Linked DNA regions of Mus musculus: region 2 is linked to region 1. A link is a contact called in public Hi-C data. All regions are on one chromosome and are shown on one strand. The core of a region is the stretch at or near the end of the contact, and the rest is flanking DNA. Distances in the headings are between cores, read along the strand shown. Region 1 overlaps Arhgap21 (Rho GTPase activating protein 21). Region 2 has its middle 110 kb from the start of Enkur.

The links. A called contact is a pair of places that touch in the nucleus more often than the background predicts.
Region 2: a contact with region 1 is called in a Hi-C map of cerebellum, with 1.7 times the contacts expected there. The contact joins two enhancer-like sites. A contact is called at or near these places in 8 of 484 Hi-C or Micro-C datasets (the 3T3-L1 cell line, 3T3-L1-derived adipocytes, the HPC-7 cell line and 4 more) and 2 of 115 datasets of contacts at active chromatin or transcription factors (bone marrow-derived macrophages and embryonic stem cells).

Annotation. Positions count from the first base shown.
Region 1 is chr2:20,901,280-20,905,566 of GRCm38.p6, forward strand. All of the region lies in intron 3 of Arhgap21 (Rho GTPase activating protein 21), which reads right to left. Among named protein-coding and RNA genes, the nearest start is that of Arhgap21, 64 kb to the right of the region's middle. Within about 2 kb of position 2,187, at least 30 of the 459 cell types and tissues checked have an H3K27ac peak or open chromatin away from gene starts, as enhancers often do. A contact at or near this core is called in cerebellum, where this site is marked.
Region 2 is chr2:21,089,002-21,093,163 of GRCm38.p6, forward strand. It overlaps the pseudogene Gm13377. Among named protein-coding and RNA genes, the nearest start is that of Enkur, 110 kb to the right of the region's middle. Within about 2 kb of position 2,695, at least 15 of the 459 cell types and tissues checked have an H3K27ac peak or open chromatin away from gene starts, as enhancers often do. A contact at or near this core is called in cerebellum, where this site is marked.

The DNA of each region.
Region 1 (4,287 bases), core at 937-3,436:
GTCACTTAGGAACAGGCCATGGTGGCCATGACAAAAGGTGTCAGCATCCTCCCCTTACCCAACAGGCACTGTGCATACAAGCTCCTACTATGTACCCGGTACCTACTTAATGAAAAACTCAGTCACAGGACGCATTTTCTGTCCTTCATCATCTTTTCTCTGAGAAGAATTCATAGAAATCGTTTCAAAAACATAATGATAAGTAAATGGGGTGGATTTGTAGTTAGCACTTGACTTGGGAGGCTGAGACAGGAGTCACTTGAGCCCAGGAGTCCAAAAGCAGCCAAGTCAACATAAGGAAATCCTGATTCTACAAAAAGAGAGGAGGAGGATGCGGAAGGGGCAAGCACAGAGGGAGCTACGAGGGAAAGTCCATACTCAACAACTCGATATTTTACTTTGCATAATCTAATAACCAATTTTTGCTTCTTGTTTCCTTATTTCCCAGTATCAAACTTGTGTTAGTGCCTTAGTTTCTCGGAACAGGTTAATCAAGAGGCAGGAATTCTCACCTAACTTACCACAGACAGGAACAATCAACAGGCTGTTCTGGGGAGCAAGGATTTCCACAGTGTTATTAATGAACATATCTTCAATCTTTTACTAGCTATGAAACCTACAAAATAACCCTTCAAAAATTGAAACTGCCTACCACTTTTCCATCAGCTTCTTTATTTCAAACAAAAATATGAAAATCTAGACATTTTTAAGAAATGAAAATACTGAATTGCAGTATTTACACAGACTGTGGTAAAGTTTGAGGAGCAAAGGCTCTCCAGTCTCAAGAAGTTCCACTCACCCAACACCAGAGCCCTCAGCTACACTCACTGTCAGGAAATGGCTGAGCACTGAAGGTGCAGAGAAAACCTTACAGCGCATGGGTGTGACAGCGTGCACGTGTGCCTGTGCTTACCTTCAGCAAAGGTATAACCAACTTATGTACGAGTCACAGCAGAAGCCAAGTAAGAAGAGAGTTGTATCTCCAAGATTAGTAGAGAATGGACAAAGCAAAAATGGGGGCAAAACAAAGGCATTTCATTAAATCAAAACTGATTCCAACACAGCACAGCAATCATAGACAGGCAGCAGAAAGAGAAGGAGCATTTCCAAACTAACTACTAAAAGAATGAATATACATTACTTAACTTACCAAACAGAATGCATGAAGAGAAAATAAACAAACAAACAAACAAACAAACTTTTAAGAATCCCTGAATCAACAGACTCTTACAACAAAGATTAAACAAAGGGTGGGAGAGAGGGCTTGGTGGTTTAAGAGCACTGGCTGTCCTCTTAGAGGACAGAGGTTCAATTCCCAGCACCTAAAAAGCAGCCCACAACCATCTGTAACTCTAGTTCTAGGGCAGTGGTTCGCAACCTGTACATCTAGACCCCTTTGAGTGTCTAAAGACCCTTTTACAGGGGTTGCATATCAGCTATCCTGAACATCAGATATTTATATTATGATTCATAACAGTAGCAAGATTATAGTTATGAAGTGGTAACAATAATAATTTTATGGTTGGGGTCACCACAGCATGAGAAACTGTAGTAATGGATCACAGCATCAGGAAGGCTGAGGACCACTGTTCTAATGCCCTATTCTGGCCACCGAGGGTGAAAGTGACTAACAGACATATATGCAGGCAAAACACTCATACACATAATACAAATGAAAATAAATTTAAAGAAGATTCAACAACAAAAAAAATCAAATTTTTCATTATCTATAAATAAGCAAAAGTTTCTAAATACATAAAGTAAAAGTCGGCTTCAGAGTCAACTCCTGCTCTCAGGAAAGCTAGACAAGGTAAAGAGCCTACCAGTCTCCAAAGGCTAGGAAGGAAAGCAAGGTGTTCCGGGCTGGCGAGCATCACAGAGGCACTGTGCCAGACATCCCTCTGAGAACCTTCTGCAGTAGCCAGCCATCAGCCCACTGCCATGTCCCCATTAAGTAGGCATGTCCCCACTGTTGTCCAAAGTGGTGTTCATCAAGAAGACTGCTCCCTGAACTCCTCCACTGCTTTACGGCCCAGCTGAGTCTTCCTTGGATCCAGACTGAAGGGTGAGGCTTTTACTGACAAATCTTTCCTTCACGTTTTCCCTTAGGACCAGATTGTATCACTGCCCTTTCCCAGTCCTCCTCAGTTCTTATCCACTGCGATCATTCTCTGCTAACTCTCGGCATGAGTCACCCATTCCCCTCGCTTAGCTGCTGCCACTCCGTGTCTGCGGATGACAACACACAGTCACTGAGCTGAGAAGTGAAAATCTTCAAATAGAAGACCGAGCCAAGAGGCTGATGAGCACAACAATGCAAACAAGCTTGGTTTGGTCACAACATTGGTTACATCTAAAAATCTAATCAATATATATTCACTATATCAAAAGATGAAGAAAAACCTAAGGGGTATTCCAATAGATGCTGACCAATTAATCTGAGACACACACTACAAGATTCAACATGGCAAGGATGCTTTTGTTTTGTGTTAGGGTTTCTGTCTCTATGTGTGCCTGGGTGTCCTGGAACTCACTCTGTGACCCATTAAGGAACTCGAGCATGGCAAAAAGGCTGTGGCAGGCCTGGTCCTTCTAACCAATTCCCTTTTCCTTACTAAAAATCACTAGATTACATTCCTGAAGCTAGCCCCCAAGGTCTATTTCCTTATTCGGCCACTTTCTCCTCCCAAGGCTGACTACCAAGGTCCAGCTAACAAAGTCCAGCAATCAAAAGCCCCCTTTGGCTTCCCTAGTTAACATGCCCAATTAAACACCTCATCCTAACACAGGGTTTCCCCTCTTACCTTTATAAACAGCCATTTTGCTATGTGCCACACGTGTCTCCTCTCTATCCAGAGGCAGTCCTTTGTCATCTGGACAAATCTCTCTCCCCGTCTCCCTCGTTCCCTGCTTTCTCTCTTATTCCCTGTGCTCAGTTCCTATAGGGCCAATAAATCTCCTGAGAAAGTGGTACTGGAAATCCTGAATAGATACTGATCTCGTACAGTCTAGGCTAGCCTCAAATTCAGACACACCTGTCTCTGCCTCAGCCTCCTGAAGGCAAGTGTTTTTCAACATTTAAATTTTGTAACGCATACACAAGAAAATTTCTAACAACTGAAAACCCAATTCTAAAGCTTTTATGATAGTACATAATGAACAAAATTTGTCAGAATTTTTTTTCCTTTTCTTTTTGTGGGTTTAATCTGGAACGTCATGCACGCAGATTCGTGACAAAGCACTGTTAGATCTCAGTCAAGCAAATGAAGGATGCACTATAGATAGAATCATTTATCAAGCCACAGCAAACAGAAGCAGTGTTGGCTCAATGCAAATAAAATGACCAATGGGCTGGGCATGGTGTTGGGCTTTAATCCCAGCACAAGGGAGGCAGAGGCAGGCTGAACTCTGGAGGCCAGCCCGGTCTACATAGTAGGTTCCAGGACAATCAGGGCTACACAGAGAAATCCTGTCTGAAAAAGCAAACAACACAAACGACCAATGGAACAGAACAACACATATGATGAGCACCTGTAAGGAACTAGCAGTCAATATTTAGGGCTCTTAAGTACCTACAGTATCTGGTGTGTTCTTTCTCTTTCTCTTTTTAAACAAACCTGTAAAAATATAAAATTATTCTTGGTTTGGAAAGTATTACATAGCTTCCACGGGGCCAACTCCAGGCCAGAGCATAGTTATGGACCAACTCAAGACACTCAAGACGGACACCATAAGTGAGCTGGTTTCTGCTACACAGTAACTGGAAAGGCACAGACTTTACACTAAGACCCATGAAAATCAAAATAAATATCACAAGAAAAATACTCGTCTTGGTCTCAAACCGCAGGCCCAAATAATGATAGGCAAACTGTAGCTTTGGCTGTGACTGATAAATCAAAAGAGCATCTTAATATCCACAGTGCAGCACCTTCATGGACAAAGAACACAGCAAAATGCTTAAGAGAGAGTTCAAAGTATTAAAAACAAAGTATCACTCACTCAGACTGCAGTGAAATAAGAACCTTAACAGAGGTCGTAAGGATTGGAAAGGCAAGGTCAGTGGGCACCGACTATACTTCTGTAGCCACCAAATTTTCCATTTGGAATACTCAAAGAATGCCTACAAGTATACAATTAAAATGGATGCACAATCAACTCTGTCTCATGGAAAATATAAATTAAAACTATAATCCAAACCACTGCCCACGCCAACTACAGCGACCAAAATTTGAAAACAGGTTAACACGAAGCAGGGCGACGCTGCAGAGCAACTGGATGCTTGTGCTG
Region 2 (4,162 bases), core at 1,445-3,944, 190 kb after region 1:
ACAGAACAAAACAAAATAGAACAAAACAGTTGAAAAAAAAGAGAGAAAACTTTAGCCTCTCCACTAATAGGCAGAATGCCAGTGTCCTTGTAGACGCAAGCAGCCTTTCTCCATTATATGTCAGATTAAGAGACTGTATTATAGTTGCTTATCTTTGCTGAAATGCTCTTTCATTTGAATGAGGGAGAAACTATACTGGGGACAAGCGAGAAATCTGACACACACACAAAGCTTTAAAGTAATATTACATAAATGTGTTGATCTGTGTTGTGGGTTCTTTTATCTTGTGGACAAATCTGACAAGGATATGAAAAGAATAAAGAGAAATGTATTCCAAAGGACATTGTTCTCTGCCAGCTTACTCTGTCCTTAAATCAAACACCACATTTCTTCTTTACTTCTACTCAAGATCCTTGAAGGGTTTAGAGTTGCAAAGGTTGATGATGGAAAAATTCAGATGCAAAAATTCCAATTGTTTTGAGGTTATATGAAGCATGAGCTACCAAGCCCCGGGCTCAGAGCTGCTAGCCTCTTGCTTTCTATTCCTCTGGAGCCCAGAAAACACAGACCCAGGCAAATGGCAGCTACCCTGATTCTTCCAGGGAAGGCAACAGAGCCTGATTGTCAGGCAAGCCTGACCTTGAACCTCAAGTGCTTCTGCCTCAGTCTCCCCTGTGTGAAGGTTATGGGCATGTGCCATCATACTGTTTTGTTTTAGAATTAAAAAGCAAGCAAGCAAGCAAACAAACAATCAAAAATGATAATACAGTTAAGGGGACAAAGATTCAAGTAGAACTTTTTATATATAAATAAGATCTCTCTCTATATATATGAACTGTATTTGGAAACCAATGACCCTGTTTCCTGGGCACATCACCAAAAGGGGAGATTACGTCTGGGACACTTTTTTTTTTCAGTTTTTCTTATTAATATTTTTTCTCTCTTTTTTTTAATTAGGTATTTTCCTCATTTACATTTCCAATGCTATCCCAAAAGTCCCTCATACCCCCCCCCATCCCCTACCCATCCACTCCCCCTTTTTGGCCCTGGCGTTCCCCTGTACTGGGGCATATAAAGTTTGCAAGTCCAAAGGGCCTCTCTTTCCAGTGATGGCCGACTAGGCCATCTTTTGATACATATGCAGCTAGAGACAAGAGCTCCGGAATACTGGTTAGTTCATAATGTTGTTCCACCTATAGGGCTGCAGTTCCCTTTAGCTCCTTGGGTACTTTCTCTAGCTCCTCCATTGGGGGCCGTGTGACCCATCCAATAGCTGACTGTGAGCATCCACTTCCGTGTTTGCTAGGCCCTGGCATAGTCTCACAAGAGACAGCTATATCTGGGTCCTTTCAGCAAAATCTTGCTAGTGTATGCAATGGTGTCAGCGTTTGGAAGCTGATTATGGGATGGATCCCTGGATATGGCAATCACTAGATGGTCCATTCTTTCGTCACAGCTCCAAACTTTGTCTCTGTAACTCCTTCCATGGGTGTTTTGTTGGGACACTTTTTCTAACAGTGTTTGAAGCTAAACTTTGAGACTTTCCACGTGAATAGCAAACCTTAAGTTATCACAGTACAAAGTAATTATGAGTCAAAAATCAATTTGTAGTTTAGGAAAAAAGTCTAACTCTCTAAAAATTCTTTAAATCATATGTCTTAGACATCATCATACAGTTTTACAGAGAATTAGTTGTATCTTGGTTTCTTTATGAATGCACATAACAGAAGATCACAATGAAAAATCCCTCTATTTAGGTGGTGGTGGCACACACCTTTAATCGCAGCACTTGGGAGGCAGAGTCAGGTGGATCTCTGTGAGTTTGAGGCTGGCCTGGTCTACATACAGAGTGACAGTCAGGGCTGCACTAAGAAACCCTGTCTTAGAAAGAAAGAAAGAAAGAAAGAAAGAAAGAAAGAAAGAAAGAAAGGAAGGAAGAAAGGAAGGAAGGAAGAAAGAAAGAAAGAAAGAAAGAAAGAAAGAAAGAGGAGAGAGGGAGGGAGGGAGGGAGAGAGAGAGAGAGAGAGAGAGAGAGAGAGAGAGAGAGAGAGAGAACCTCTATTGCTCATCTGACCATGCCAGACCTTTGCTTCCTTTTTTGGTGTCATTGAATGGGCCACAAGCAAGGCAGCACATTGCAAGGAACAAATGAAGTGGGTGTCTCTCCATTGGCATCATGCCAGCAATTGGAGGAGGGAAGGGAAGCAGCAGGCAAGTATGTGTTGTAATCAGAGATAAAAGGAGAAGGACAGAAGGATGCCTCTCAAAGGAAAGACCCAGTGCAATGATCCACCATGTGTCCTTGTTTTAAGTAGAAGCAGAACAACTTCTTTTCTAAAATTCCATTTGTCCTATTTTCTGGCAGTATCTGCTGTCGTAGCATCCAGTTCATCTGCATGCCCAGTGAGCTTTCTTTCTGAGTGTGGATGGACTCCCACCTCCACAACAGATGGTGGATGGATAACCACCTACTTCCCCAACAGATGGCTTCGAGGCAGAGTCCTGACAAGTCTTACCTGCAAGGGCCAGGGGCTGGGAATTCCATCAGGGATCTCCCTGACATGTCTGCACAATTAGCTGTGAAGCAGGTAGCTGTTAGCAGAGACTGGAAGCAGAGCAGAGGGCTCTGCACCAATCCAGTCCCTCCTCACAGCTGGCTCTGCCACTGGCAACAAAAACTACTGCCCAGAGGTGAGAGAAGAGAGCCAGTGGCTGAAGCGATAGTTATTCATCAAAGCTGCCAGTGGAACTGCATGGCAGTGGGACCAGACTGCCCAGGAGTTTTTCCCCCTTAATCTTTAAATTGCTCTATTGGAAAGCAACAATTCACATTCTAGTTAGGCATTAATCCCTTCCTGGTTTGATTGGCCAGCTCCTCAGGCCATGGAATGATGCCAACAGTTGACTGTTGTGGGGCCCTGGGGTTATTTTGATCTGCTCTATGGCCGCAGACTGCACCTTGAATTGCAGCTGGACTTTTTTAAAAAGTGTGTGTGTTGTCAGAACCTCAGAGAAGAATAGTTGTGAGTCTTCACCTTTGACAAGCTATATTTAATTGTCTGTGACATCAGAATCCTGGCCAGAATCTGGAAGCATAAATTCCTACCCTGTGCAAACTGTATCTTGGGGAAGGGAGCTTTCACCTGGGTGTTCCATGGGAAGTTCATCTTTACCTTTTTTTCACACTTGGACCAAACAAAAATGACACCTGGGCTAGGAACATTGCTAACACCCTGTGGCAAGGTCACAGGAATCATGCCCAGTGAGTTAAAGGAAGTGAAGGTTCTTCTAACATGAGCAGTGTGCACTCTTTCTCCTTCATTGCCTTGGTACTTGGACGTGAATGCTGGCTTAGCTGTTCATTCCTTTATTCTTTCAACAAACAACTGGCGATTTAAAGATGACTCTAACAGGTGGGATTGGCTACTCAGCACAGATCCTCTCATATAGTAGAGTTACAAAGTCTAGAGATTTTTAAGGATAAAGTGGATTTCATTCTTACTAAATTATTGAGTATCCCTTTTAAGTTGAAGAACAACACAGCAGATAATTGGTAACTCCTGTCCTCCCTCCCTCCCTCCCTCTCTTTCTTGCCTCCCTCCGTCTCTGAGACACAGTATCACTATATAGCTTCTGCTGGCCTCAAAGTTGCTATGTCGCTCAGGCTGAATTTGAATCTGCCACCCTTAAACTTTATCTTCTTTTTTGTTTGTTTGTTTGTTTTTGGTATTTTGAGACAGGGTTTCTCTGTATAGCCCTGGCTGTCCTGGAACTCACTTTGTAGACCAGGCTGACCTCAAACTCAGAAATCCACCTGCCTCTGCCTCCTGAGTGCTGGGATTAAAGGCATGCGATGTGTCACCACGCCCGCCTCAACTTTAGCTTCTTGAATGCCGGGGTTACAGGCATGTGCCACACCCCCAGCCTCTATTTATGTGATGACACACAGGCCTATTTACTTAGTTGAATAGTCACTGCAGGGCATGTTTATTATCAGTGCTCTTTTCTGTGTGTTACAAGTTAATACAAAGTTTATCAGCCATGCAAACAAGCACAATTCCAGTGCTCAAATAGTGAGTACTCAGATGCAGCCACACTACAGTGTTTATAGAGAATGTTAGATGAATGCCAGCATCGGGCCAATCATGGTCTGGGCTGACAC